Regions from separate parts of the Mus musculus genome. Here region 2 is linked to region 1. A link is a contact called in public promoter capture Hi-C data. All regions are on one chromosome and are shown on one strand. Each heading gives the region's core, a stretch centred on a gene start, on an enhancer-like site or on the middle of the called end of the contact. The rest is flanking DNA. Distances are from core to core; before and after follow the strand shown.

What was found. Promoter capture Hi-C pulls out the DNA fragments that hold promoters and counts their contacts.
Region 2: a promoter capture Hi-C map of hippocampal neurons shows a contact between it and region 1, with 6 times the contacts expected there. The contact joins the enhancer-like site here to the promoter of Il7 in region 1. A contact is called at or near these places in 7 of 39 promoter capture datasets (the 3T3-L1 cell line, 3T3-L1-derived adipocytes, the C10 cell line and 4 more) and 5 of 115 datasets of contacts at active chromatin or transcription factors (SST interneurons, bone marrow-derived dendritic cells, embryonic stem cells and 2 more).

What each region holds. Positions count from the first base shown.
Region 1 is chr3:7,612,297-7,615,496 of GRCm38.p6, reverse strand. It overlaps Il7 (interleukin 7), which reads left to right and starts at 1,737. Exons shown (of 5, transcript NM_008371.5): 1 at 1,737-2,326. The coding sequence starts at 2,317. Gm16685 (predicted gene, 16685) reads right to left here and starts at 2,792. Exons shown (of 3, transcript NR_168341.1): 1 at 2,688-2,792.
Region 2 is chr3:8,543,801-8,547,000 of GRCm38.p6, reverse strand. It overlaps Stmn2 (stathmin-like 2), which reads right to left. Exons shown (of 5, transcript NM_025285.2): 3 at 1,256-1,428. Among named protein-coding and RNA genes, the nearest start is that of Stmn2, 36 kb to the right of the region's middle. Within about 2 kb of position 1,645, at least 2 of the 459 cell types and tissues checked have an H3K27ac peak or open chromatin away from gene starts, as enhancers often do. A contact at or near this core is called in hippocampal neurons, where this site is marked.

The DNA.
Region 1 (3,200 bases), core at 488-2,987:
ACTGAGGGTCAGAGTCCTGTAAAATACATTTACTTCTCCTTTCCTGGAACTTTAGATACTTTCGCCTCATTTTACTCCAATGTTGCCTATGCACAAGCCTTTCTGGTGATTGTACTAGGAAGGAAGACAGACTTCCCCTCTCGCACTCTTTTGATGGATGTTCTTTGACTCTCCTCTGAAAAGCCCAACAACAGGTGGGGGGAAAAAAGCATAGAATGTGAGCAGTTGTACACCTACGTGTACCCTATGGTCAGGGAGTTTAATACAGCCGCCACAAACCTAGACATGTTTATAGAGTTAGTCTTTAACCACCCCTGCAGCCTCATCTCTGTCTACTGCTTTTCTCCACATCTGAGTTCCAATGACATTTTTGGAAATGTGTGCCTGAGAGGCTCAGTTTCCTGATTTCATTTGCCAGCAATTCCCTGTTTTCTTTCTCTTTCCTCTCTTTCCTTTTTTTTTTTTTTTTTTTTTTTTTTTTGGTGGACATTTTTCCATGTTCCATCGTTGAAATGCTTTCTCACCACAGTAGCTCTCTTCCATCCTGTCATACTGCAACGCTGGAGCCTAATCCTATTCTAGATAGCCCTTCTCTGTGGATGGGAGCTGTCTGGAGACCAGGGCTGCAGTGAAGATAACAAGTACTGTCAAATCTCCTGATGCTTTGAGCAGGATGACAACAAGAGAGACAACAGAGAGGTGTTTAAACAGCCCTGCAGGCACCGGGTAGGATTTATTTTGGAAGTGCACTAAGACAACAGGTTTTACATTGAATGTGGAAAGTGAGAGTCCCTGCAGAGTCCACAGGCCAGTGCCCAGTTAGAACTCCTATGGTCCACACTCTAAATGCACAAACAGTACCTCTCTGCCTCTTTTCACTGTTAACAGACAGAATCTGAAGCTCGTGTCCTGATGTCCGATTAGGAACCGCCAGCTCCAGACCCCTTTCTGAGGTTCCCCAGAGCGTTAAGAGCACACCCACCACCCTAGGGCGTCTTCTTAGTCTACTGTATCCTCCATTATTTACAAGGTTCTCTTCCACAAGAGATTCCAAGCAGACTCTTTGAAGCCAGCCTGCAGGTGTTTTTTATCCAAATTCAGCCACGTGAACTTAGCTCTGTTACTTAAGGAAGCCTCTGTTCCCATGTGTATCTTTCAACTGCAGATAAGAAAACAGATTGCCTCGGCAGAAAACTCCAGATGCCAAAATACATGTAAATTCCTGACCAAGAGTCCTGGCATAGAGCAAATACTAGATATATGAGAGATATGGTCCTGATCTCAGATCTCTCTTGTTACTGGTTTGCACAACCTGCCTTCACCTAAGCAGTGTTTCTCCTGATTATAAGAAACAACACTAAATCAGGAATCCCCTCGGTAATTCAGGCCTATTATTAAAACAAAACAAAACACTTTAATGAAACAATCACAATGGTGATTAGCTATGTCAGGAGATAACTGTGGGAGATAGTTACTATGCAGAACTTCTATGTGCCCCCAACTAATACGAGTTTTGGTTTTCTGAAGCTACCACTTACATACTAGACTGGATGGACTCACAAGAATTATTTGTTCTTAAAGTCCTACCTGAGCAGGTGCATTGCACAGATGACAGGGAGGAAAAAAAAAAAAAAAACAAACTAGAGAACCTAGAGGGGCAGAGGGCGTGACCCTCTTAATCATCCTTCACTTCCTTTTTTTTTTTTTTTTTTTTAAGATGACTTACATCGGCGGCAGCAGAAGCAGCGACGCCTCCTCAGTGGAACTGACTTGCAATAGCGAGCTTTCTCTGCTGCACATTTGTGGCTTCTGTGGACATATTAGTAACCAGCGGTTTTAGCTCCCAGTCTCACAGAGTTGCCAGAGAGGTTAGAAGTCATTTGAAAAGCCTATTAGCCGAATCTTTCTGATCCAGAAGGCCAGCTGGCTTCTCCTGAGCTACTTTCAATTCGCAGCAACCACTGATCCTGGTCCAGGTGACTGGGGAAGACGCTGAGGGTATAAACCCAAACATTGAACCTGAAGACCCAGCGCAAAGTAGAAACTGAAAGTACCCTGCTTAGTCTGCCGGCAGATCCTACGGAAGTTATGGCAAAGCCAGAGCGCCTGGGTGGCCGGTGATGCATGCGGCCCCTCTTGGGATGGATGGACCAGGCGTGGCGTGGGTGAGAGGAGTCAGCTGCCTGAACTGCCCTGCCCAGCACCGGTTTGCGGCCACCCGGTGGATGACCGGGGTCCTGGGAGTGATTATGGGTGGTGAGAGCCGGCTCCTGCTGCAGTCCCAGTCATCATGACTACACCCACCTCCCGCAGACCATGTTCCATGGTAAGCGCTGCTCTCTGGTGCGCACAAGTAGGTGCGCCTAGCGCGCCGGGGACTCTGGGACAGTCCGGGAGGTGCCACCCGCCCCCGCGCCTCCGCACGTCCGGGAATAGCCCGGCCTTGCACTTTGGACAGGCTGAGAGCTTGGCCTCTCCCATGGTCAGCCACTACCCGCGCTGAGCTCGGTTGCCCAGAACCATTGGCACCTGGGCGTACAACCCTGGCGGGCGGGGAGGAACAGTTCCCGAGGCGGTTTTCAGATCCCCAGACCCAGAGCTTCAGTGCGGGAGCCGCGACGCGGTGGCCCCCTGCAGTCAAGACTCAGTAGTCAGTGGTTTTCAGCCACTTTGTCCCTAGCCAGTACCTCTTCAATGCAGCCCTTCCTGGCTTCCTGGCTGTGCAGTTACTCACAGGCTGCCTGGGTTCAGGGCGTTGCTGGGCTCTCGCAGCTCAGAACTTCATGGAGAATGAAAGAGTCGCTCCCAGGATGCGCTTTTAAACCCTAAAGGACAGATCATTGGAAAACCCCCTCTTCTCCCCGCAGTAAGTCTGGGAGTTTCCGATCCAGGCTGTAAGTTGACTTGTTTGCTGGGAACCCAAGTCCTGCGGCTGAGATTGCAAAAGGCCAGATTTTATTTTCCTTCTATATATTTGCTACTTAAGGGAGGCAGAACTTTAAGTACCCATGAGTACAAATTCTTAGCTCCCTGATCAAATCTAATAGGCTTGCATTAGTTTTAAATAAGTAAGGATTTAAAGTGGACAAGAACAGAATTGACAGAGGCTGGAATCCATTTGTAGCTAGAACTAATAGAGATGAGAACAGAATGGAGTGTGAGGAGGTCTACCTAAGGGAATGCAGGTGTTTTAAATACTT
Region 2 (3,200 bases), core at 396-2,895, 930 kb before region 1:
GTGTGTGTGTGTGTGCTCCTTGTGTAGAGCTTCCAGGGCTGTGCTGTGCCCATTATATAGAAGGTGCCTCTGCCTAGTGAGTAAGAACTTAAATTGCCCAGGGTGCAATAGGCACTGCAGGGCTTTAGACAAGATAGTTGATTATGTCTGTAAGTAATACCACAAGAAGCAATGAAAAAGTTAAGTTATTGCCTGGGTTAATAGCTTACTTTCTCCATCTTAAATCTGAATTTATAACAATATTAATAGATTATAGTGTTTAATATATTGATAGATTTTTTGTAGACAACATTAAGAGTTTCATTCATGTAATAAATATAATTTATATTTATATAATTCACATGATAAAATGATATAATTTATATAATTTACATAATTGAACTGTGTGTATGTGCAGGATATCCATAGTGACCTCATGAGTCTAAAATACATCATGATAAAGCAAATGGAAAATACAGTTCAAAGATGCTTTATATCAAAGATGCCTGACAGGAAAATACAGCCCATTGGAGCAGGTACATCTAGACAGAACATCTTTAATTCACAGATTTGCCAGCATATCTTACTGCTCTCATATTTTTCAAAATATTTATTTTTAATTGTATGTGTGTGTGGTGGGGGTGGGGATCAGGAGTGGAATGTGCACTTGGGAGTGTATGTGCACTTGAGAGTGGTCTGTGCACTTGGGAGTGTAGCTTCCTGTGGAAGCCAGAGGTGAGAGTCCCTTGAAATGGATGCTTGGAATGGAACTTGGGAAGTGCTCTTTACTGGGCTTTCCAACCTCTGCCCTCCAGTCTTAATGTCCATAGTCTTTTAGTATCCTACTGTAGAGAATTGAAGGTGTTCAGATCGTGCAGGCTCACTCAGGTACCATTGTCTCTTGGAATCTCTGATTGAACCTCTCTCTCTCTTTCTCCCCCCCCTCCCCCGTGTGTGTGTGTGTGTGTGTGTGTGTGTGTATCTGTGAAAAAGAAAGGAAGGGAGCAGAGGGGAGGAAGAAAAGAGAGACTTTAAAAACCTGTGACTTTGAGGCCACCTGGTCTACAGAGCAAGTTCCAGGACAGCCTATACTACATAGAGGAACCCTGTCTCAAGAAAACAAAAGAAGCCAAACCAAACCAAATTAAACCAAACCAAACCAAACCAATCCAGACCAGACGAGACCAGGCCAGACCAGCCAAACCAGGCCAAACAAAATAAGAACAAGAACAACAACAAGAACTACGATGACGACAACCCCCCTGGAGAAAGTTACCTTTCTTCGCTCCTCTGCAGCCTCCAGCTTTTTCTGAATCTCCTCCAGAGACAGGTCTTTCTTCTTTGGAGAAGCTAGAGTTCGTGGAGCTTCTGAGATGGGAGATGGTGGCTTCAAGATCAGCTCAAAAGCCTGGCCAGAGGCCCGCTTGTTGATCTGCTTCACCTCCATGTCTGTGGAAGGAACAGCAGAGTGTTAAGTCGGCAGCTGAATCATGCAACTGCTTTAATGTCATGGAGTGCAGCATCTGCATAAATGCTTTTGATCATAAATTTAGGAAATTGTCATTTGCAGCTATGTAGATAAACCTGGAGTGCATTGTAGTGAGAGAAAGTCAGAAACAGAAAGACAGAATTCCTGTCCTCATAGAGCAGAGTGTAAAATGTCTGCCAAGTCTGATGGAGTCTGCGCAGATGCTGGCTAGATAGTACAAAATTTCATCTAGGCAATTAAAATACGTTCATGAGTCTTCTAGTTCGCTTTCTGTCACTGTGACAAAACACCATGACAAAAACCAACTTGGGAGGAAAGGGTGCATTTGGCTTACACTTCCACGACACAATCCACCACTGAGGGAAGCCAGGGCTCAGACTTCAGCAGAAACCTGGAGGCTGAGAGTGAAGCAGAGCCCATGGAGGCACGTTGCTTCCCGGCCTCCTTTCTGTGCTTTGCCCAGCTTGCTTTCACATACAATCCAAGATTAAGGGTAGCACCACCTACCGTTGGCTGGACCCTCCCACATCAGTCAGGAGAATGCCCATAGACACGTGCACATGCCCGTGTGGTGGGGTCAATCTCCAACCGAGGCTCCTTCTTCCCAAGTGACTGTGGATTGTGTCAAGCTGACAAAACATCCAACCAGTTCAATGTGATTTATAGTGATGATATATTGTGTTATGTTTATGTTTAAAAATTATTAGAATGTGCTCATTGTACAAAATGTTGGATGTGGTTATGAAATTTTCCAACTTTCCTATCTAGTGCTTTGTTTGTGTTCACACTCCATTTCCCTCCTTTGACTTTCTCTACCTCCTTCCTCCTAGTCTCCTTCTTCCCAAACGTTGTTCCTCCTCCTATATTCACATCATGTGTGTATGTATAAATATATATATATATATATATATATATATATATATATATATATATATATAACCATGTGAAAGGAGATGAGACATGTGTCTCTTTGAATCTGATTTACCATGCTAATAAGTGATCTTCAGTTCCATCAATTCTTGCAAATGACACTTTTTTAATGTAAATGAAAACTCCATTTCATCAGCAGTCTACACATTTTTAATCTACTTTCTCTGATTGGATTCTTGCCACAAATACATGATAACACATGAAATAAGCATGTGTTAGATAACTTGATTTAGCCATTATCAATGTATATTGTATTTCAAAACATGCATACTGTAGACACATTCAATTTTAATTGTCAATTAAACAATAAACAGAAAATCACTAGCTATGTTTATCATTGGCTTATGTTTATCATCTACTGACCATAAGGAGATCACCAGACCTTCACAGTTTAATCATACATTGTATGATTAATAAGTTGATTGTCAGACTTTCGTGTTTTAATCCTGTGCTATCATTTATAATCTAAAATAATTTATAAAATAAAAAGTGATAGATAGGTAGTAACTTGGAGGACATTTATAACTTCATAGCTCATATGTAGGAAAAGGTACTGATTTCTTTAAAACTTCATTGGTCAGTCTTCAGTTATCACTGAGTGCTTTGGTGTGACCCTCATGCCCTCTGGTCTTTTTTTGCAACCAAAAACTTCTTAGGATTAAGATACTGCTACATGTTACTAATATTTCAAGTGTGGATGTCTCCTGGTACCGTCCAGGGTGGTTCCAAGATCCCCAGGAGATTCCCAAACACTCATGGCCGAATCTCTTACTCTAATACATGGTGATTTTTTATTTGAGCT